3 separate regions of the Sus scrofa genome follow, and all the other regions are linked to region 1. The links are chromatin contacts, called in public Hi-C maps. All regions are on one chromosome and are shown on one strand. Each heading gives the region's core, a stretch centred on a gene start, on an enhancer-like site or on the middle of the called end of the contact. The rest is flanking DNA. Distances are from core to core; before and after follow the strand shown.

Region 1 (3,034 bases), core at 199-2,698:
CAAAATGTTAATTCTAATTGCAGTTCAGCCCAAAGATTAGTGCTAGCTGAAAGAGAGAACAAATAGAAGAACAAATGTGACTGACAAACTGACTGAAGCTGGTAAGAGCTCACCAAAGGGACAGACGAGCTGGAGCTGATATGAGCTGGAACCAGAAGCCTCTGGACTAATGGATACATCAGCTGGTTGCTCTGTTTAGTTTAGAACAATTCAACAACGCATATTGTGTATCAGGTGCAGGTCATAGTGTTAGGTGCTAGGACTACCAAGGGTCCGAAATTAGGAAACAGGGTATATTTATATTTAAACAGTATTTTAGTTACAGTTTCAAATAATATGCTTGGTATTTTTCCTCAACTTCCAGAAATCTTTTTAGGTTAAGTATCTCTAAATTTTAAATGATGGGGTAATCTGAAAAAAGTGTAATACATACGCTATGTTTTCCTCTATTTATTTTGTATATTTCGTACTAGACAACAAATGGACCTATTGCTTTAAACATACTGAGCATATTATTTTACAATGTAATAATATTCCACTTAAAAATAAATTAATCCAATGTTCCTTAATTTTTCTGATATACTAAAAGAAGCTTATGCAGATAGATTCCCAAGGAACTCTAGTCTAATAGAAGAGAAGGACATGGAGAACAAATCATTACACAGACTAAGAGCCGTCACAGAGAAATATAAAAGGAACAGAAGTGACTTCCCACTTGAGCAAGAGATTACTGCTTTGGGGAGAGGTAGCAGAGAGTCAGGAAAGAACTGTGGCACTGTCTGAGCAGGGTTTCGAGCAGTAAGTAGGCATTTACCTAGAGGACAAGGCGGGAAAGGAATTCCGGGGAGAGGACAGGCATAGTGCAAGAACATAAAGGTGGGAGAGAAATTGTGTGTTCAGAGAACCACAGCTAGTTTAGTATTGCTCAAAGTTTCAGTGAGAGGCGGTGGTGAGAAGTAGTCAGGGGCTAATATGTAACATATAGTCAAATTTGTTAATGAGTCAAATTTTATTTTATAGAGTTCATGGGGAATCAGCAAATGATTTTAAGTAGGGAAATAATTTGGTCAGACTTGTTGAGAAAAGGCAGCAGTCCCTATGGTCATTGTACAGCCTCTCAACATTCCTATGACCTGAGAGTAGGTTGAAAAGAAAGAGATAAAAAGCGAAATAAATAGAAGTCAGGATGTTATAAGCTTGCTAAATCTATTTGTTTTAGTGACAATGTATGATTCTCTGTGTTCAGTGCTTGAGACTGAAGGTGGAGGAACAGTGGCCTACTTATTTCTTTTTTGAGCTATAACTTTTCCACTCTACAAAACAAAAGTAGCAATTGTTTTAGGATAATTTGTCACGCTCCCTTTATTATTTCCTTTTCTTTTTTCCTACTTCTAAAATATCAACATTGGGTAGGCATGAGGTCACAGGAAGAGGAATGGTTGCATTAGATGGGGTATCCGTGTGGCTTCTTTCTCACTTCATGTATTTCCTTACAGCAATGGGAGTTGGTAGCATGGAAGCATGGAAAACCAAAATCCAGGGATCATCTGCAAGTCTTATTTTAGGAACCTGTTTTAGCCTTTTCTGCCGTCAAACCTCTCTGGCTTTTCTTTTCCCTTTTTTTCTTTTTAATATTAGAGTTCTTACCAGTTAACATTGTCAGAAAGGGAATAACTGTGTTTCACCCAGTTTCTCACTCCCTCTGGGAGAGAAACTACAACAGTCAAATATCCAGAAGGGAAGCAATTATAAGAGGAAGCTAAGGACAATCAAGATTTGACTGTATGCTTGTTGTAATTGTTGAATTATTTACATTCTTTGATTCCTCTTGGACCGAGCTGATGTGGTCGGGATGGTAGAAAGAACATTGGGCAAGGAACCAGGAGGTGGGTCTCTGGATTTCATTCTGCAATTAATTAACTGTGTGTCTTCAGATAAATCACTTCTTCGAGTCTATTTTCTGATCAGGAAAAAGAGGGAGTGCGATTATATCAATGCTTCTTCAGTTCTATTTTGCATTAGATTCACCTGAGGTGGTTCCAAAATACACAGATTTCCAGATCCGACTGGAGGATATAGTGTCATGGTGAGCCTGTGGACTCTGCATGGGACTGGACTCTACCCCCTGCCAGGCCACTTACTAACTAGGTGACCTTGTACAAGTTATTTCCAGTCATTTTTCTAATCTATAAAGCGGGGATAACAATAACAGTATCTACTCAATATTGTCCCTGGCAGGGTAAAGTGGTAATAATGCTTTTAAAACATACATTATATTGTCTGCCTCATTCTAAGCATTCAATAGATATTATCATTTGCATAGCCCATAGGATGTATGTATGGGGTGTGAATGTGTGTGTTTGGTGCAGGGTAGGTGCTCTATAAGCACCTGTTGAATAAATAAGGGAAGTATAACTGAAGGGTTTTTTTTAAGCAACATTTATTTGACCTCACATCTGAGATTCTTTATTAGCCCCAGGCATTACTTCCCCAAGAGAGGTAAGGATAGTTTGAGGGAAGTCTAAACGTTGTGCTCAATCTTTGTCCTCTTCTTATTCTTAGATTCATGAGAGCCTCAGGATAATTTAAAAAAAATAATTAAACGATAAAGTCCCATTAAAAGGCAGGGAATGAGTCTCAAGGACTTTGCTGGCTGGATCCAGCCGGCCACTACATAATACCATGACTCCCACCCGGGTGTGCGTCTCCCATTTTACCTCACAAGACGTCGTGAAATTCTCAAAGTCACTGTCATTGCAGTTGACTTTGGATCATTTTTAAAAAGCAGTAATCCATTTCTCATTTTGTTGACCGAGCAGAAAACAGGGCAATGTAACTTTAAAAAAGCTTGAAAATCAGCGATATCATAAATAGCGAACTTCTGTCCCCCATTAAGCTACTGATCAAAACTCTCCGCGTACATTGAACTGTGTGTTTTTTTCGGTGGTGGTAGCTCCTCGCCTAATTTCCAGCTTGCGATTCTCCCTGGTGTTTTTAGTGAGAGGAGTTACCAGTTGAGTACCAGCGGAGAGGA
Region 2 (3,034 bases), core at 333-2,832, 200 kb after region 1:
AATAATGGATGAATCTCAAATGTAATATGGAATGAAATAAAAATACTACAGATAGTATTTTTGAATAATGCATTTCATGTGAAATTAAAGAAAAGACAAAACTAATCTATGTATCAAGGATAAGACAATGGTTATATTTGAGAAGGTGCCTCTAACCGGGAAGGGGGCTGGAAGAGCTAGGCAATGCTCTATTTCTTGATCTGGGTGGTGGCTGCAAGGGTATGTTTGTGTTAGTCTGTGTAAGTTTCTTGAACTGTACATTTACAGTTTGACTACTTTTCTGGATTTTGTACTTCAACAAAAGTTTATTAAACATTTTTCAGAAATCCAGTTCAGTAAGTTGTCCTATTAGTAAGGATTGAAAAGAAAGACTAAAAGAACACATAAACATTTTGATAGTTTTTGTGGATTGGGATGATGCTGAATCTTTATTTTCTGGTATACAATTTTCAGTATTTTCCAATTACTATAGTGGACATACATTACCTTTATCAGTAGAAAAAAATGCTATAAAAATACAATTGTGTTAGATCTTGTATTAGGTTTAATACTAATTTAGTCACAATGTAAGGACTTTGGTTTTTGCTTTCAGATAGGAAGGGATTGCCATTTTAGAGTAGAGATCTGGGGGCTTCTGGGCAGCCTTGCCAGGAACTCAAAAAACGGGCCCGGTCTTTCAGTAGGGAAGAAGAGAAGTGCTGGGGTAGGGACCATCAGTAGGTGGGGCCCTGTAAACCCGAGGGGTAGGGGGTTACAATCCCAGTAAAGAAGGGGGAGAGTGGCCAGGGCAGGGTTGTAGTCCTCCTGGAACCAGGGTCCTGCAAAACTGTAGTCAGACCAGGGACCACCCTACCTCCATGCTGAATAAATTGAAAGACTGTAGTCTAATTACTGTAACTCCCCATGTTTTTGTGAAGCCAGAAGCTAAGTGTTTTGTTTTTTAATTTTTATGAGGTTGTTAAAAACAAAACAAAACAAACAAACAAAAGACAAGCGACAGAGGCTGTTCCTGGACTGCAAATCCTAAAATATTTTTTACTTGGATTTTTACAGAAAAACTCTGCCAACTCCTTGATTAAGAAACTCTAGGCTGATAAAATTTTAAGGTATTTTAAAATGTTACCTGGGTAAGCTCTTGGAGGAGCTGGGTGTGGAATGGGTCCGCAGGGGCACTTTTGCTCAGTGGTATCAGGAGATGTGGTACTGCCCAGGCTCGTCAGACACAGGAAGTCAGAATCCACTGAGGAGAGAGTAAAAACTCACCTCTGGAGACTCCAGCCAGGATAGGAATGGTCAGGCACCAGTAGCCACACACAACTGGCTCGTCCTGGCAGAGGGCTCCAAAGGATGAGCGAGGGTCACTGAAGCTCTCAGCGAACTGCAAAGGAAGGGAGGTTTCATCTTGGAAAGCAGCACAGTCACTCCTGGAGAAGCCAACAGAGCGCCCTGCCGCGTTTTCTCTTCTCTTCTCTGCTGTAGAGAGCCGCGGGAACTGCGAGGTCGGCTCGCGCATCTGTAACTTTTGGAGAAGCGCCGCGTGGGTGCGGCTGCTGCCCGGCGCCTGCGCAGCTGTGCTCGCAAGATCCTCCCACCGCGCAGGCTCCGCGGGTCAGTCCGCAGGGGGGCGGGGGGAGCGACCCTGTTTGGGTACCGAGGGCGGGGGGAAGCAGGGCGGAAGAACTTGTACTGCGTCTTTTGCTGAACAATTTTGAGAGTTAGTAGTGAACACCATAACCCTTCACCCTTAAATATTACCGATATTTGATCTGCGCAAAAGACAATTTAATTCAGCCAATATCTCAGTACTATCTCCTAAGAATGAAAGCTTCTGCTACATCACGGTTTCTCTGTCGCGACGCTATTGATTTGGGGGAGGACGATTCTATGTTGTGAGGTTAGGGGGACTGTCTTGTGCATTTCCAATGCTTAGTTGCACTCTCGACCTCTACATAGTAGATGCCAGTAATAACCTTCCCTTTCCTCCCCAACTATGACAACCAAAAAATGTTTTCAGACACTGTCAAAAATGTGAGGTGGAAGGCAGGGCGAAGTGACTCCAGTTGAGGACTACTGAACTGTAGGGTCACAGTGCTGTGTCTTAGGAATTGTATCAGTCATAAGGAGTCGGAATCCATTAAATCTTATTACATTACTATGCTTTATATACAGTCCATGTTAGAATTTCTGATCGCCCCTCCCCCACACCAGCCCAAATCTTTGCTTACCCTAGTGTTGTTTGTAAAATATAAAAATCCAGGATTTAACAAGAATCGCGTATTGATTTTTGTTAGCAAGTCCCTTTAGTTTCCTTCAATTTAGATTACTTCCTCGGCATTTTTGGTTTGTTTTCTGGCAGTGGCTTTTTGGGAAAGTTCAGGCCAGTGGTTTTCCAAAATATCCTTCAATTTGGATACTCATATTGATCCTCCTTGTAAAATTCACATTGAAGTTTTTGTTTGTTTTGGTTTTGGCTGGAATTCCACTTAGGTGATGTTGTATCTTTTTTTTTTTTTTTTTTTTTTAAATTTTAGAACAACCGGGAGTTCCCGTCGTGGTGCAGTGGTGAACGAATCCGACTAGGAACCATGAGGTTACAGGTTCTGTCCCTGCTCTTGCTCAGTGGGTTAATGATCCGGTGTTGCCGTGAGCTGTGGTGTAGGTCGCAGATGCGGCTCAGATCCTGCGTTGCTGTGGCTCTGGCGTACGGATAGCAAAAAGACAAAAAAAAAAAAAAAAAAAAAATTTAGAACAACCATTTATCTTCCAGTGATTTGAGATGCCACTTTTATCACATAATTCCCACATTGTACTTGGCTCTATATCTGTATTTTCTATTTTCTTCCATTGATCTGTTTGTCTACTCACATGTAATCTTACATTGTTTCAATTATAGAAACTATAATATTTCCAATATCTGGTAGAGCTAGGCCTGCCTCATTGCTGTTTTCTTATTTTGATTTCCTATTTTTTGGGTAATCTTGCTTATTTTTTTTTCCCATGCAAACTGTATAATCTGGCTCCACAAAGAATAGTT
Region 3 (3,034 bases), core at 336-2,835, 170 kb after region 1:
TAAGAGAAAGAACCAGCATGAAATACTGTCTGCTTTCTCATTTATCATGAGTGGCCAAGAAAATATCTTGGATATAATAAATATGAATCAATGGAAGACAAGCAGATAATCACTTGGATTTTAAATGAGTAGAAGAGAAGCTTCCCTAGTGTTTAATAATGTCTTATCATTTTTAGACAAGCATAAGGATAATATCTTTTTGATGTCGGAGATGGACCGTGACAAAGAAGTAAGAATACTCCCTCTTGTGGTTCTTGAGAAAAATATTCCCTCCAATAAGAGAGTATTGAAAAAACAGAAACTCTGAACTCAGATAATTTCAGTGGATAATTAGAATGTATCCTTTTCTCTCTGATCTGGTTTTATGAAGCTGAGTAACCATTTTAGGCTGTGGATTTTCTTGAGGCTGTAGATGAATTTGTACTGTTAATTTCAGGGAGAAACTGAGAATGTGACATGAGGAAAGGTCTCTTCATCCTGACCTGGAAAAAAGTTGCTTTCACTTGCAATTTTTTTTCCCTAAAGGGTTAAGTACTAGTAATGGTTGAGGTCGTGATTCCTGGCCCGGAACTTCTGCATCCAGAGGCAAAGGCATGGCAAAAAAAAAAAAAAAAAAAAAAAAAAAAAAAAAAAAAAAAAAAAAAAAAAAAAAAAAGGTGTTGTAGTAACTGTCACTCAGTTTCTTCTTTCTTTAATTTGCAACTGGTTCCCCAACGTGGCCTTGTACTAGCTTTGGGAGAAGCTTTGATTTAAGAGGGGGTAAATTTGTGTTAGGACACTATCTCCTCTAAAACACATCACTCATTATTTTGTGGGGTTGGTGTAAATGTATTTATCAGATGCATGTTTTTCCCCCCCTATAGATTTGGAATCTTGTTTAGCAGCTTTGTTTTTCTCAGGGGATGGTTGGCTGCGAAACACTGGGAAGAGTAAATTTACTAATTTCTTAAGTAAAATAGAGATGGCATCACAATTGGAAAGCAACACATATCCAATGTCAGCAGTGGTTTGATGCGAAATTATCATTTGTTTTTTCATAATTGACGCCTCTTGATTTTTGCTTCTAAGGTTTCACCATTAGAAACATGATATCCTCCATTTCTGAAGAGGGTTGACGCCTGTGTAGGAATCAACATTTATTTATCTCTTGATCTCTCTGGTTCTCTATTTGGTTGTATGTGTTGTTCTGGTTAGCCCTGAAAAGTCATGGTTTACACTGCTGTTGCTGTATCCCATTTAGCTTAGGATTTGTTCCTTTTTCTTTTCTTTTTTTTTCCTCAGGGAAAAATTTAATAATTTCTGTTTCAAAAGACATAAAATGGAACTTTAAGAACACTGGAAGCAATTTTAAATTTTAAAATATTTAATTATTACATTGAAACAATACATTCCTTAGAAAAATACCCATGATATGATACTAGAACCGAAAAAACTAAAGTACATGAATTGTGAGGGGAAAAGAAACTGCCTTGTTCTGGATGAAATGCATTACTGCTACTTATGTTCCATTGGACAAACAGGTCACATGAGCCACTGAGATGCATAGTTTCTGGGAAATAGAGTTCAGCTGTTTGCCCAGAAATAATGTTGAGAAACATATACTTAGTCTCTGTCACATGATGTTAGAACAAACACATGATGACAGAGCATGAAAGATACATGCAGTCCAAAAGCAAGAATGGTGTTATTTGCACCTTACAGATAAAGAAACTGAGGCTCAGAAGAACTAAGAAAATTGCTTGTTGCCACACTGCCAAAAAGGGGCAGAATTAAGCATCAGACTTGAGTCTATTGACTTCCAGTCCCAACATTTACCACCACATTCCAAAGATCTCTTGGCAGTTTCTAGAAATCATACTTTATAGTCCATTTATATATTTACTGTATGGTTAACAGAAGCTAAAATTTAAGTGATTTAGGTTATTATTTCTAATTTTACCTGAATTATAATACTTGCATACCTTTTTAGAAGATATGACTAAATATAAATATTGAAAGAATTTATATATATTTGTCTATCAGATTTGATTTGAACTTTCTTGTGAAAGTCCATTACCTGAATTATACACAGACAGAAAATAGCTTTTCCTTTTACCTATGTATCCATTTTTTTTTTCTTATTTGAGACCATGGAGTTAGAATCAAAATCTCAGGAGATTTTATCATTTTTTTTCTGGATTGAACATAACACATAACCTGGTTCTTGGTTAGAGCTTTTTATTAGTTTGGGGGGTGAGTATAATATAAATCTGGAAGGTGTCTCTTCTTATATGCATTTTCTCCTACATAAATAATCTTGAGACTCATAAAAGGAAAATAAGATTCTGAAATTAAATTCTCCATTGCCTTTGTTGCTTCATTTTATCACTGTCTGTTGACTGGTTGGTTTAATAGAACAGCTTCCTTAAAATATATAACAAATGGACCAATCCAGTTTGCTATTTTCCCATATTTTTTCAGAAGGCACAAGAAAGATTTTGTTGTTGTTGCTATTGTTAGACAACAGAATTATGTGAATCTTAGACTTTGGGAAAAAAAAAAACATTATATATAGCTTGGAGATATTTGCTCTGTCCTGCGTTTTAGGGTTATTTTCTATCAAGGATAATTTCACCTGACACCTGTTAACAAGCAAAGTTGAAGCAAATTAAAGATTGATTGATGGGCTTTAATCTCCCCTTATGTTTCTGTCTGTCTCCATAATTCAGAGTTCACATTTGGGTTGTCTGTGTGTTTAAAGCAAACTGGATGGAAAAAGTGAAAGGAGAGGACACAGTCATTTCTTCGCCTAATGCTAACTCCAGTCGTGCTTTGATCCTGCTATTCTGTGTTCTCTACTGAGAGCACTTGATCCTGGACCAGCAGACCTTCTTGCAGAAACAACACTGACAGTTTTTCTACCTATCCATTCTGGAAATGTGTTTGGTTAAAGCTGCTTTGCCCTTAGCCTTTGCAAGCACAAAAACTCGGAGGCTTGTCCTTTGAGGAAGCATGTAAGCTAGCGAAGCATAAATCCCTGTTTGTCTCAAATGAC

What was found. A called contact is a pair of places that touch in the nucleus more often than the background predicts.
Region 2: a contact with region 1 is called in a Hi-C map of fetal skeletal muscle, with 2.9 times the contacts expected there. The contact joins the enhancer-like site here to the promoter of LOC102157687 in region 1. A contact is called at or near these places in 1 of 5 promoter capture datasets (liver), 24 of 47 Hi-C or Micro-C datasets (adipocytes, alveolar macrophages, brain and 15 more) and 2 of 2 datasets of contacts at active chromatin or transcription factors (alveolar macrophages and skeletal muscle).
Region 3: a contact with region 1 is called in a Hi-C map of alveolar macrophages, with 2.6 times the contacts expected there. The contact joins the enhancer-like site here to the promoter of LOC102157687 in region 1. A contact is called at or near these places in 11 of 47 Hi-C or Micro-C datasets (adipocytes, alveolar macrophages, brain and 6 more) and 2 of 2 datasets of contacts at active chromatin or transcription factors (alveolar macrophages and skeletal muscle).

The regions. Positions count from the first base shown.
Region 1 is chr13:152,096,659-152,099,692 of Sscrofa11.1, forward strand. It overlaps LOC102157687, which reads left to right and starts at 1,449. Exons shown (of 7, transcript XR_002337929.1): 1 at 1,449-3,034.
Region 2 is chr13:152,294,274-152,297,307 of Sscrofa11.1, forward strand. No RefSeq gene overlaps it. Among named protein-coding and RNA genes, the nearest start is that of CCDC54, 140 kb to the left of the region's middle. Within about 2 kb of position 1,583, at least 49 of the 83 cell types and tissues checked have an H3K27ac peak or open chromatin away from gene starts, as enhancers often do. A contact at or near this core is called in alveolar macrophages, brain, embryonic fibroblasts and 8 more, where this site is marked.
Region 3 is chr13:152,265,431-152,268,464 of Sscrofa11.1, forward strand. No RefSeq gene overlaps it. Among named protein-coding and RNA genes, the nearest start is that of CCDC54, 110 kb to the left of the region's middle. Within about 2 kb of position 1,586, at least 14 of the 83 cell types and tissues checked have an H3K27ac peak or open chromatin away from gene starts, as enhancers often do. A contact at or near this core is called in alveolar macrophages, where this site is marked.